Linked DNA regions of Sus scrofa: all the other regions are linked to region 1. The links are chromatin contacts, called in public HiChIP or PLAC-seq maps. All regions are on one chromosome and are shown on one strand. The core of a region is the stretch at or near the end of the contact, and the rest is flanking DNA. Distances in the headings are between cores, read along the strand shown.

Region 1 (4,166 bases), core at 764-3,263:
ATCCTTCAGAGGAGAGACAAACCCATCTGTAAGTAGCTCAAAAAGATTCATTTCCCAATTGGCTCTAAGCTCTCCTGGATTCCCACCCACATCTCCTGGAAGCCCCTTTGGACTGGTACCCAGAAATGCCCCCAACTCTGCCCCAGGCTCACTCCATCCGTCTGTCCCAGGCGGTTTTATAAAGTCTGTTCTGGAGCCATTGTTAGTGAGACTTGGCTTCTTTCTCTGCCATGGGGACCCCCAGGCACCAGAAAGAAGCCATGGATTGGAAGCAAGAAGAAAATTCACACTGACCAAGATGCAGCCTCTAGACTGCACTCTAGTCATATACCCTCTCAGTTTGTCCTTCCCTGGAGGAATTACTGTCCTCATTTTTTTTTTTTTTTTTAAGTGAGTTCCAAAAAAGTCAAGGTCTTATGGCTAGAAAGTGGCAGAGACAGGTTTTGAACACAGACCTAAGTCCAGAATCTGTGCTCTTGATCCTTCCCCCTTCCACACCTTCCACAATGAAATCTCAGGCTCGGGACCAAGGCATTTCACAGCCCTGTGCACAGACCTGGAATCAGCTCCCTTAGGCTGGCTTCCTGCTTCATCCTTCCAAACACCCCAGCCTCTACCCCTTCCTCCTTCAATGTATCCTACGTAGGACAGAGAGAGGCTAAAATGCAAATCCAGTCATCACTGCCCACTTGAAACCCCATCGTGGTTTCATACTGCACTGAGGATAAGGTCTAAATTCCTTCAAGAGACTACTGTTCCCAACTTGTCTTTCCAACCTCATCTCTGTTACTCATCCCCCTCCTTCCTCCCGGCCCCCATTCCCTCTTAAAGTGAACACAAACTATCTGTACGTCAAGCATTTTCTTGTTAAAGGTTTGTCGAATGACTAGATCCCCACCGGACTCTGCTTAACAGCTCATCAAGCCTCCCTCCTCCCCAGTCTTGCTGTTCTTCAAACTCAGAGCCAGTTTCTGGACTTTCTCAGGGAGGCCTTCACCCACCTTCTCAGGCCTCAGTCCTATGGCCCGCTTCCTCCACTGAGCACAAGCGCAGGGAGAGGTCTTTTCCCGTTCGATTACTTCCTTTCCCTGGCAAGCGTTAAGAAAAGGTCAAGCGGAGGGTAAGGGGCAGGGACTGCTGGGTCTGCCTGCAGCCAGTCAGATGTGGGGCTGGTCTCGGCTACCCGAGTTGTGTGCCCAGGGACGAGGTAAGCGCGACCCTCTCCAACTTTGGCTTCCTCCCCGGAAAACAATGAATGAAAATTACCCACCACGGAGGTGCTGAGAGAGGTGGACCTTAGATATGCAAAGCACTGATGCTAGCACTTCAATGGGAACTATTCTTACTTTAATCACTCAGAAACAGAAGTTGCTCCCAAGAACCCTAGGAAATTCTCCGAGCACTGTCCATGGTACGCGGTTTCCCAGTTGCTCGATGGGTGGCCCCGAGAGCCACCCTTTTTTACTACGGAGGCGTGCCAAGTTTCGTTTCTTCTCAGGGTGGTGCGGAAGCCGTCTTCCCAGACGGCCCCTCTCCGGGCCCCAGGTGGTGCCCGCGGCGGAGCACCAGAGTGACCGGGGTCCCCTGTATTCCTCTCCCCAACACACACCTTATCCTCCAGCCTGGGTTCCCAGCGCCATCCATCAACCCGTTGAGTCACAGCCGTCTAGGGAGCCCTCCCGCAGCGCCGCCCGCCGGTCCGACCGGGAGCGCTGGAAGCCGCGGTAAAACTGGGGTTGGCTGGGCTCCGCCAGCCCCAAGCCCACGTGCTCCCGGCCGCGGCCACCAGGCGCCGCCCTCTCGCTGGGCGCAAAACGGACTACATTTCCCAGGGTGCAAAGCTGCGGGGCCTTTGGCTCGGCGGGGGCCTAGAGCGGCGCGCCGCTCCGTCGCCTGCTCGGGGGCGCGCGTGTTGGCGCGAGGACGGGAGCGGAGACCCGGAATGAGTTGCCGCGCAGTTCCGCCGGGCCGTGCCGGGCTGCGCCGGGCCGGGTCGGGTCAGGGCAGGCGAGCCGGGTCGGGGGGGACGGCGTCTGTGTCGGCGGTGCCGAGGACAGGCGCTCGGGGCAGCCCTCACCTCTCTGAGGTCCCCGCCCCGTCCCGGCCGGGCCGGCTCGCCTGTCAGTCACTGGGGCGGAGGCAGCGGCGGCAGCGGGGCCGGAGCTCGGCGGTGAGAAGAGCGCGGGCCGGGCCGAGCGGAGGGAACCTGCCGCAGCCCCTCAACTCTCCGGACTCTTCGCCCCAGACCTGCGAAGCTGCAGCCCCGCGCTTCGTTGGACGCCTGCGTAACCTGCGAAGGGCTCTTTCCCCCGTGACCCCCCAGCCCCTTGACCTCCTCTTAGGACCCGAGAGCTCACTCAGAAGAGGGTGTTGTGGGTACAGGCCATCGACCCTGTGACCCTTGGCGGGCCGGGGCCTCGGTTTCTCCCAGGCCTCCCTCCCCTGTGACTCTCTCCTCATAGATTCCGGGGACAGAGCCTTGACCTACCACTAGGACCCCTCGCTTGCGAACTCCGCACCGGTGGCTTTCTCCTAGGAGTGCCCCTCCGTGGGTCTTCTCCGAAGGGCACCCCTTTTGGCCTTTGGCAAGCCCCCCGCCCCCCACCGAGGTGGGGAGGCCTCGGCAGCCATGCTCGCCCTGGGTCCCCTGTCACCCCAGCTCTCCCTGGGCACCCAAGCCGGGGTCTAGCAGGGGGGCCAGCAGCCAAGAGGCTGGGGCAGGAGACAGGTCACGGTCCACCTCCCTGCTGGGGAGGGAGCAAAGATGGAGCGGCGGGAGGAGCAGCCGGGGGCTGCAGGGGCTGGAGCGGCACCAGCCTTGGACTTCACTGTGGAGAACGTGGAGAAGGTATGAGGGCCCTGGGGTGGGCACTCCAGTGACAGAGCAGAAGTTCTGGGGACAGACACTAATGCCAGAGCCTAGGCCTGGGCTGGGTGCCCGCTGGGAGGGTGCCTCCAGAGCACCTGGCATTTGCTGTCTTTCTGGGCAGCAGTAGCCTCTCAATAGGCTATTTTTGGCCTTTCTTTGACCTGGGTCCTCTGTGGATACTCTAGGGTCTCGGGATGGCCCCCCCAGGGTGCTCCCCGTGTAGCTCTCCAGCCAGACTGGCTCTCCTCCAGCTCCATGGGAACTGCAGGAGCAGTGCAGTAAGAAATCAGGAACCCAGGAGACCTGCAGCTCAGTCCTCAGAAACCATGGCGATGCTGAACCCTCCTGGACCTGTTCTGTTGAGCCAAGGGCTCAGAGAATAACCTGGAGCTAAAACGATCTGGATGGTGCTTTCACTCTTCCTTGGGGAAGGGGCCTTCGTTTATTGGACCGAAGCCAGACCACTCCTGGTTGGTCCCCTTTATTTTGCCCAAGGGGCCTGGTCCTGCTGGCAGCTCCAGGGGCCTTCCCTACTCACCTGCCCGCATGGCTTCCTGCCACGGCACTCCCAGGCTCTCCCCACTGCCCAGTCCATCTTTTTTTTTTTTTTTTTTTTTGAACTTCTTTTTTCCTGGGCTCTGCCCCCAGAGGCTTGCCATGCAGACATGCATGTCCCCTGGGATGAATGGGGAGATGGGGCTCCCTTGCTGGAAAGCAGAGAACGGTTGCAGATATTCATTTGTCATTCTCGAGCCCTGTGCGCCATACCAAATGGTGAGGATGCGTCTCTCTGCTTCTGTTCTCCGCCTGCCTCAGCATCCCCGGGGAGCCAGACAAGGGACAGTGGCCATAACGGACTGTCAGAGGTACAGACGGGGCTGAGCCTCCTTGAGTGGAGCCTGCGTTGAGGGGGAGAGGTCTGGTCTCCCTCTTCCACCCCCCCGGGGCTGGGCAGTGTTGGCATGGTGGCGCACTGTTCCATGTGCTACCAGGGAGATAAACGGCTGTTTTCTTACTGTGTGAAGTCCCAGTGGAATGGGGACCCTGGGGGTTTGTCTAATTGAGAGCTCCAGGCGAGGCATTTGCCAGGGCTGCAGGCCAAGACTGCTCTGGCCAGCTTCTTGGACCCTCTCCTGTGCTGTCTGAGGCGTGTTCTCACCCTCCCCTCCCTCCAGTTTGTCTCTGCCTAGAGCTGCCTAGCAAAGTCTTAGTCCTGCTCAGATTTCACAGTGGCTTTGGTGCCGGCATCTGGAGTGACCTGGGGGTGATTCTGGGGGATGCTAAATGGGGCCGGTGG
Region 2 (3,922 bases), core at 584-3,083, 150 kb before region 1:
CTGTACCCATTTGTAGGCAGACTCCATCCTCCAACCACCTCTAGCCCCAGAGATCTACCCCCGTAGATTTGCGTGTCCTGTGCATTTCATGTAAATGGAATCGTACATTCTGTGGTCTTTGGTTACCGGCTTCTTTCACGTCACGTTTCAAGGTCACCCATGGTCTAGACTTCATTTTTATGATGAAATAACCTTGTGGATACATCACACTTTATGTATCTTGTCAACCTTAACAGCCAGTTATTTTACTAGCAAAAGCGAGTTTACTTGGAAATAATGGAGGGATGGCAATTCAGAAAATATAAGCTGTGGCAAACCACAGGCAAATCCGGAAGAAGGGAAGGAGAACTTGTTCTTATAGGAAGAATGAGGGGAATTGGGAGGAGCTGTGATAACAAGAGAGTCCTTTGAAGGAAGCCGAGTCCAGAGCATAGAGGCTCTTCACTGCTGGGACTGCTGCAGCCTGTGATTGGCTGGGCCATCACGGGGTGAACGGTTTTCTTCTTCCATCTGGGTAGTATAATCGAGGCACCTTTTTTTCTTCTTCTTTTTTTTAACATAGATAATGTAACTGTCTTTAAAAAAAAAAAAGGGTTTTTAAAATTATAGTTGATTTGCAATGTGTCAGTTTCAGAGGCACCTTTTATTGGGGATCTGGCACATCCCTTCCTGTTTAGAGAAGTTGAGGATTCATGGCAGGGTGTAAGAGCACTTCCTACAGGCCTGTCTTGACTCCAGTTGTAGCTGAGGTGTCTTCAGTTAATTCCACATTTCCACCTTTTGCTTCAGCTGTTCCAGCAGTGAAAGCTTTGTGATCACATCAGGATGTCTCCATGTAGCAGTTTGTCCCTCAGCCCTTCCTTGGTTGTCATGTTCCTTGCCAGAGGGAAAATACACAAATTTGAAACCTCACGAGGTCACATTTGAGTAACAAAGAAAGGTGCTATAGAGAACTCTCAGGAGTTTCTTGCTAAAAGTCCATATTTAGTCAAGGTCATAAGTGCTTATAAATCATCTTGAAGCACTGGGCCAGCACCATCTTATTAGGAATGTCATTTTGATAAAGGTTTGACAAGCAATAGGTGCAGAGCTTAACAGGTATGCAGAACAAAGTGAAAAACAGCATAAGAAATCCACTTTGCAGGATGGTTTTTAACCAGGAGTCCAGACCTGAAGGCAGCCAGTGGATAAATAAAAGACAGTAGATTGTCAGGTGCAATTTGCTGTAACTCGTGTGCTTGCTCTTTAATTTTATGCATTTGGGTCTCTCCTTCCCCAGAGGCATTTATCCACATGCAGCAAGATGTGTTTGCTGTTGCACAGATGCTGATTTGTTCAGAGAGTAAGTAAGCAAGGACTCTGAGGGCATCCCAAACGACCTTGGCCAGTGAGAGAGGTGAACATTGCTGAGCTGAAACTGCATTGGCGATGGAATCCGCTAACTCCTAATGTCAGGAGAGATTCCTGATTATTTGTTCATTGGCTCTCACTCTGATCCATGGGAAGAAAGCTCTCCCTAAAGAGTCAAAACCAGAATCTTGTATGCTTCCTGGAAGTTCTTGCTGAAGGCGGTTGTAAAGGTTCAATGAGATGGACCTTTGAGAGGCTCTTGCTTGGTCGTTTATGGAGAACGAGGCAGGGAGTGCGGCAAGGGTGCACCGTCCTTCCCTTCTCTAGCTATCGAGCATAAAGGCAGTCCCCAAACTTTCATCTAGGAAGGTATGAGGGGTGCAGTGAGGCCCTCGCATACATAGCAGTCCGTGGAGTCATTCATTGGCATTGAGGCATTGGCATTACTTAACCAAGGCTCACACGTTAGGATGTTACACACTGAAGGTTTACGTCATCATGTAAACATATGTCAGCACTTTTACAAATGGTGTGACTGCCACTGCTGGCTCCACTGATCCTTTCATAGAAATATTCGAAAGATCTTGTTTTCCCATCCCACAGTTTGGGTCAAATTGAAGCAGGGAGTAAGTTTACGCAGGCTTCGCACACCGCCTCCATCAAATGGGCCCATGAAACCGTTTGGACGTCAGCAGTGTTTGGAATGAAATTACATATGGGGGTGAACCGAAGGGTCATTGCTGTCTTGGACAGACTGATATTTCTGCTGGTAAGTCCTGCTATTGGAGAGCTTTCCCCTTTCACAAGGGATTGGGAAATAAAGACAAAGGCATTGTCCTTCCATGGAAGGCGGGGGCGGGGGGGACCGGGTGAGAACAGTATTGAAAGAAAGGTACCCAGGCTTGGTCCACACGTCTTGGGAAAGCTGTCAGCCTCAGATGCTGTCTGCCTCAGAGCTGGTGAGCTTTGTCTCTGGGTCCCCACAGAGGCCAGTTGGGGTTCGGTGGCTTCTTTAAGCCCGGCGTGAGGATTCAGGAGTCGGCTCTTTGGAGTTTGGTGGCACAAGGATTAGTTAACAGTACCTAAGAGGGGCCCTTCCAGTGAGGCTGAGGAGAGTTCTTTTGAAATGCCTCTTCCAGTTAGGACACAACAGCTCCAGGTTGTAGAGTGTAATGTTTGCGGTCTTTGTCTCCTGGAAACATGCTGCGACAGGGGCTCTACTAGAGCCTGGTAATTTTTAGTAGATACAGGTAAGCCTTTGCAATGCAGGGTTGTGTCTCCCTTTTGTATCAGTTGTGGGTTGAAAGGAGCAGGAGCCAAGGGCATCCTCTTCCAGGAGCGGACTCCCATCGAACCTTTGCAAATATAGACATTGTCTGGGAAAACAGCGTGTTTAATAAGGGTTTCAGAGCTCTGGGAGAACCAAGTGGGGGGAAAAAGATAAGTGCTTCAATCTCTGTTGCAAATGTACACCTTACCAAATTGCTGTGAGTTTTAGATAGATTAAAGGAGAGGGGGAAGAGGGTTCCTTTACCCCTGGAAAAGAAAACATTAAAGAAATTGGTTTTCCATTAGTTTTAGAAATCCTTACCCAGTTCCATTAGTTTTAGAAATCTTAAAATTATCAAAAACCTGTACTCCAGAGTACCTGTCAGAGCTTTTTACATGAATCTCTTTAAAAATGAAGCGTCATTGAAGCATCAGTGTAAAGCAATAACTGCCTATAAGTGACAAAAAGATTTGAAAATGCCTGTTATTAAAAATCCAGTGAGAGTTCATTATAATGGAATTGACAAGGGGTTCTGTTGACTCCTATGCCACGCATCTTAAAATTATGACTGATGACATTATAATCAGGACATCTTAGCATTTCAGGAATTTCATACACTTTTTAAAATGTTTTTCAGAACATTTTTATTAACATATACCTATAGCAAATATAAGGTAAAAAGGTTTAGTACTCCTTACTCGACAAGTGTCTGATGTAATTTAACAAATAAGCTTGATTAGTTTAAAGTTTTTCACAGTGAGAGACAAATTCTTTGAGATTTTCCAGGGGCCCTGTGGAAAATCCCAGGTTGGTGCAAGGTCACAAAGGCTTCATTTAGAACTTGATTTTGGGAAAGTTTGTAGAAAATATCCAAAGGTTTTGGACATTTGATCAAATAGGATCATAGACTATTATGAAATGATATTTAATCATCTTTATTTGGTTAAAGTAACAAGTCATGTATTTCAAAGGCAAATACAAAAAGTCAGATAGTTGTAAGCAAAACTTAACTCTTTGAACATTGAGAAGATTTTATTTTCTTAAGTAATCAGAGACCAGATTAAGACAATATGAAGCACAAGAAAATATTTCGTTAAAACACAAATCTTTTGGAGTTCCCGTCGTGGCGCAGTGGTTAATGAATCCGACTGGGAGCCCTGAGGTTGTGGGTTCGATCCCTGGCCTTGCTCAGTGGGTTAAGGATCCGGCGTTGCTGTGAGCTGTGGTGTAGGCTGGTGGCTACAGCTCCAATTAGACCCCTAGCCTGGGAACCTCCATATGCCAAGGGAGCGGCCCAAGAAA
Region 3 (3,819 bases), core at 1,036-3,535, 170 kb before region 1:
CAGTTCATTTCCTGTTGGTGGGCATTTGGGAGCCTGGGAATTCTTTTAAGACTTAATAACCACAGGCTGTTGCAGGCTGGGCTTGGAATTTCTTTAGCGGCACAGTTCCCTCAAAACCTAAGGAGCCAAGTATAAAAAGATTTTCTTGGAGATGGCTTAGGAAAGATGAATGTGTACTGAGCTCTGGATGGCATTGAGAAGCTATTAACTTTGTTGGATGCGATGATACTGTGGTCAGGTGGGAAATGTCTCTGTGTGTTAGAATCCTGTCTGCACAAAGTATTCAGGGATGAAGTAGCGTGATGTCAGGGGCGTGTTTTGAAATAATGCGGCCCAAAAAGGGAGAAGGAGAAATAAAGAGGGTGCGGGAGGGTAGGGAAGGAGAACCACACCGGGAAACCAGGTGTTTAGTTGTTTAATCTGTGGGGTGGGGCTCATTATATTCTTTCCACTTCTGTGTGGTTAGACAACTTGCGTTGAAAAAAAAAAAAATCAAACAAAAACCTTTCATTGGTAAGTAGCCACAGCTGCCGAAGACTCTGATCTTTTATTTGCTGGCCTCTGCTCTGTCCTTTCTCTAGCCCTTGAATTAGTGTGTGGCTACTTTGTGAGACCATTTGAAGCAGGAGGCTAGGGTGCAAGACCATACTGCTCTGCTCTGGTCCTCCCCTGTGGGTTCACTCCAGTTGTCTGGCAGGTAATTATAGGTTGAAGAAGGTTTGCGGGCCACAGTTTTCTCCTGTGAAAATTGCTGCTTGGCAGCATCCCCTTAAAATTGTTTCGATTTGGGTTAGTACCATTTATATACCAATATAATATGTATTTACATAGCAAGGGGGGGAGTCTTGTGCATGTATATTCATGTTTCTACATACACAGGCACATAGTACATATAGATTTGCATAAATATGTGTAAAATAACAAAGCATAAAACCTGATGACGATAACTTTGGCTGCCTTGGGGGAGGAGAAGTGGTAGCTAGGAGAGCATGTAGGATAAAAGAGACAAAGGACCAAATCCCGGGGGCAGCAGCATCTAAAGGGTGAGTGACAGGTGGTCACCTCTTAGAAAGTCACCCGGAATAAACGGTGTTTCTTACACTTTTAAGAAATCATGGGGAGTTCCTGTCATGGCGCAGCAGGAACGAATCCAACTAGGTAGCATGAGGTTGCGGGTTCGATCCCTGGCCTCACTCAGTGTCATGAGCTGTGGTGTAGGTCACAGACGCGACTTGGATGCTGCGTTGCTGTGGCTGTGGTGTAGGCCAGCAGCTGTAGTTCTGATTCGACCCCTATCCTGGGAACCTCCATATGCCACAGGAGCAGCCCTGAAAAAAAAGCAAAAAAAAAAAAAAAAAAAAAAAAAAAAAAGAAAGCATGGAAGACGCCTAAGAAGGGACAGCCAGAGAGACAGGAGGGAAAGTCAGAGGAAGGAGTTTCAAAAAGGAAGTGGTGCCCAGGCTTGCACGTGCCCTTTGACCCGGCCTTTCCACTTCCAGAGATTCCCCCGCAGGTATGAAGTACACTGGCACGTTGGCAAAATGATCCGTGTGTCGGATTATCCACATGAGCACTGTTGGTTCGCTTTTTGCATCACTGTTTTTATTTATTTGATTGTTCGGTTTTATTTTTAGGGCCACATCTGCGGCATATGGAGGTTCCCAGGATAGGGGTCGAATGGGAGCTGCAGCTGCTGGTCTACACCACAGCCACAGCCATGCCAGATCCAAGCCGCGTCCACGATCTACACCACAGCTCACAGCAAGGCCGGATCCTCAACCCTCCGAGCGGGGCCAGGGATTAAGCCCGAGTCCTCATGGGTACGAGTCAGGTTTGTTATCGTTGAGCCACCCCAGGAACTCTGCAGCATTGTTTTTAATAGCAGGAGTTTGGAAGCAGCTTCGGACAGCAGCAGGGGCCAGTTGAGCCGTCCAGTGGGGTGCTTTGCATCTGAATAATGTGAGGAGGCTCTGAATGTGCTGATACGAAAGGAGCTCGAAAATACATTGTTAAGTGTGAAAAGCAAGGATCAGGAGCTTTAGAATGCCTTCAACTTTTATCAGCCTTCCCAAAGGATGTGGCTGCCTACTGTGTTCTCACGGCAGAGTACTCTGTGTTGGTTTTCTCTGAACTCTAGTGTTCTTTCTTATTGCAAGCTGTAATTGGCATAATCAAATTTGTGAGATATTAAATCTCTCCATTTTGAGCCAATCACCGTTGCCTCCTGCTGTTCTGTCTGACTGCCAAGTGCCTTTATATGGCGTTTTAGCTTTTTAAAGGACCTTTGTATGTAGCCGTCTCCCTGAGCCACAAGAGGGCAGAAGAACCTTTTGGTTGCCTCTGCAGGCTTTGTGCTTCGATCTTTCTGGCATAATTGTGCCTGGCATTGGTCTTCCACTAATTCGGTCGCTAGGCTGTGTACACCTAAAGGCAGGGCTTGTGCCTGTCACCAGTGGAGGCAGTAGAGGGATGAGAAAAGAGAAAGGGATTTTGGAATCATAAATACCTGGCCTCTTGCTCCACCCCCCCCAAATTATTTACTGAACTGGTTGTCTGCTTAACCCGCCTCAGAGCTTCAATGCACTAGATGTATATGCAGTAGGCCAGAATATGCTAGACTTCCTAGAGGGCCGAGAGGCTTCAGAGTAAACAGGACCTCACTTTGACTCCAGCTCTGTGACCTTGGCTAATTTATTTACCCTGAGTGACCCTGAGTCTTATCACCTGCAGTACTAGTTAAGGAGATGCAGTGAGACGGTTCATCTTATCACCTGCAGTACTAGTTAGGGAGATGCAGTGAGGCGGTTCATCTTGTCACCTGCAGTACTAGTTAGGGAGATGCAGTGAGACGGTTCATCTTGTCACCTGCAGTACTAGTTAGGGAGATGCAGTGAGGCGGTTCATCTTGTCACCTGCAGTACTAGTTAGGGAGATGCAGTGAGGCGGTTCATCTTGTCACCTGCAGTACTAGTTAGGGAGATGCAGTGAGGCGGTTCATCTTGTCACCTGCAGTACTAGTTAGGGAGATGCAGTGAGATGGTTCATTTAAAGCTCTTGGCACGGTGTCGTGACAGGCACGGAAGTGACGGCTCTGATGACCAGATAACAGTACACAGGGATGCTGGGCCCTCCATAATTTTTGTTCGGTGGCGCTTTGTTATATATTGACTAATTTTTCACTTGATTACAAGCAAGGTGGTGCTATTTCCTTTAAGATGACTTCAGAGATCCTTTTCTTAGAGGGGCTCTCAGGGTGGTTGTGGTCTCTTACTTTCTTGCAGAGAGTTAGTCTTTTAATACTATAGCACATCCTGAGTTTTTGTAGAGTCTTAATTTTAGAACTTCCATCCCATTGTGATTTTGCGTATTTATTTATTTATTTTTGGTCTTTTTAGGGCCACACCTGAGGCATATGGAGGTTCCCAGGCTAGGGGTCACATCGGAGCTACAGCCACTGGCCTCCGCCACGGCCACAGCAACGCGGGATCCGAGCGGCATCTGGGACCTACACCACAGCTCACGGCAGCACCGGATCCTTAACCCACTGGGCAAGGCCAGGGATGGAACCTGCATCCTCGTGGTTGCTAGTCAGGTTTATTTCTGCTGAACCAAGATGGAAACTCCTGTGTTTTTATTTTTGATTAGAAAAGATGGTGTCTGTCGGAGTTCCTGCTGTGACACAGTGGGATTGGCGGCATCGTGGGAGCGCTGGGACACAGGTTCAGTCCCTGGCCCAGATCCTGGGCTGGGGATCTGCCGTTGCCACAGCTGCAGTTTAGGTCGCAGCTGTGGCTTGGCTCTAATCCCTGGCCTGGGAAT

The links. HiChIP or PLAC-seq counts read pairs in DNA pulled down with a chosen protein or histone mark.
Region 2: an H3K27ac HiChIP or PLAC-seq map of alveolar macrophages shows a contact between it and region 1. The contact joins the enhancer-like site here to the promoter of IPO13 in region 1. A contact is called at or near these places in 7 of 47 Hi-C or Micro-C datasets (alveolar macrophages, brain, embryonic fibroblasts and 3 more) and 1 of 2 datasets of contacts at active chromatin or transcription factors (alveolar macrophages).
Region 3: a contact with region 1 is called in an H3K27ac HiChIP or PLAC-seq map of alveolar macrophages. The contact joins the enhancer-like site here to the promoter of IPO13 in region 1. A contact is called at or near these places in 1 of 5 promoter capture datasets (liver), 9 of 47 Hi-C or Micro-C datasets (alveolar macrophages, brain, embryonic fibroblasts and 5 more) and 2 of 2 datasets of contacts at active chromatin or transcription factors (alveolar macrophages and skeletal muscle).

What each region holds. Positions count from the first base shown.
Region 1 is chr6:167,345,652-167,349,817 of Sscrofa11.1, reverse strand. It overlaps IPO13 (importin-13), which reads left to right and starts at 2,013. Exons shown (of 19, transcript XR_298727.3): 1 at 2,013-2,848.
Region 2 is chr6:167,499,637-167,503,558 of Sscrofa11.1, reverse strand. All of the region lies in intron 1 of ST3GAL3 (ST3 beta-galactoside alpha-2,3-sialyltransferase 3), which reads left to right. Among named protein-coding and RNA genes, the nearest start is that of ST3GAL3, 57 kb to the left of the region's middle. Within about 2 kb of position 1,833, at least 1 of the 83 cell types and tissues checked has an H3K27ac peak or open chromatin away from gene starts, as enhancers often do. A contact at or near this core is called in alveolar macrophages, where this site is marked.
Region 3 is chr6:167,518,152-167,521,970 of Sscrofa11.1, reverse strand. All of the region lies in intron 1 of ST3GAL3 (ST3 beta-galactoside alpha-2,3-sialyltransferase 3), which reads left to right. Among named protein-coding and RNA genes, the nearest start is that of ST3GAL3, 39 kb to the left of the region's middle. Within about 2 kb of position 2,285, at least 8 of the 83 cell types and tissues checked have an H3K27ac peak or open chromatin away from gene starts, as enhancers often do. A contact at or near this core is called in alveolar macrophages, where this site is marked.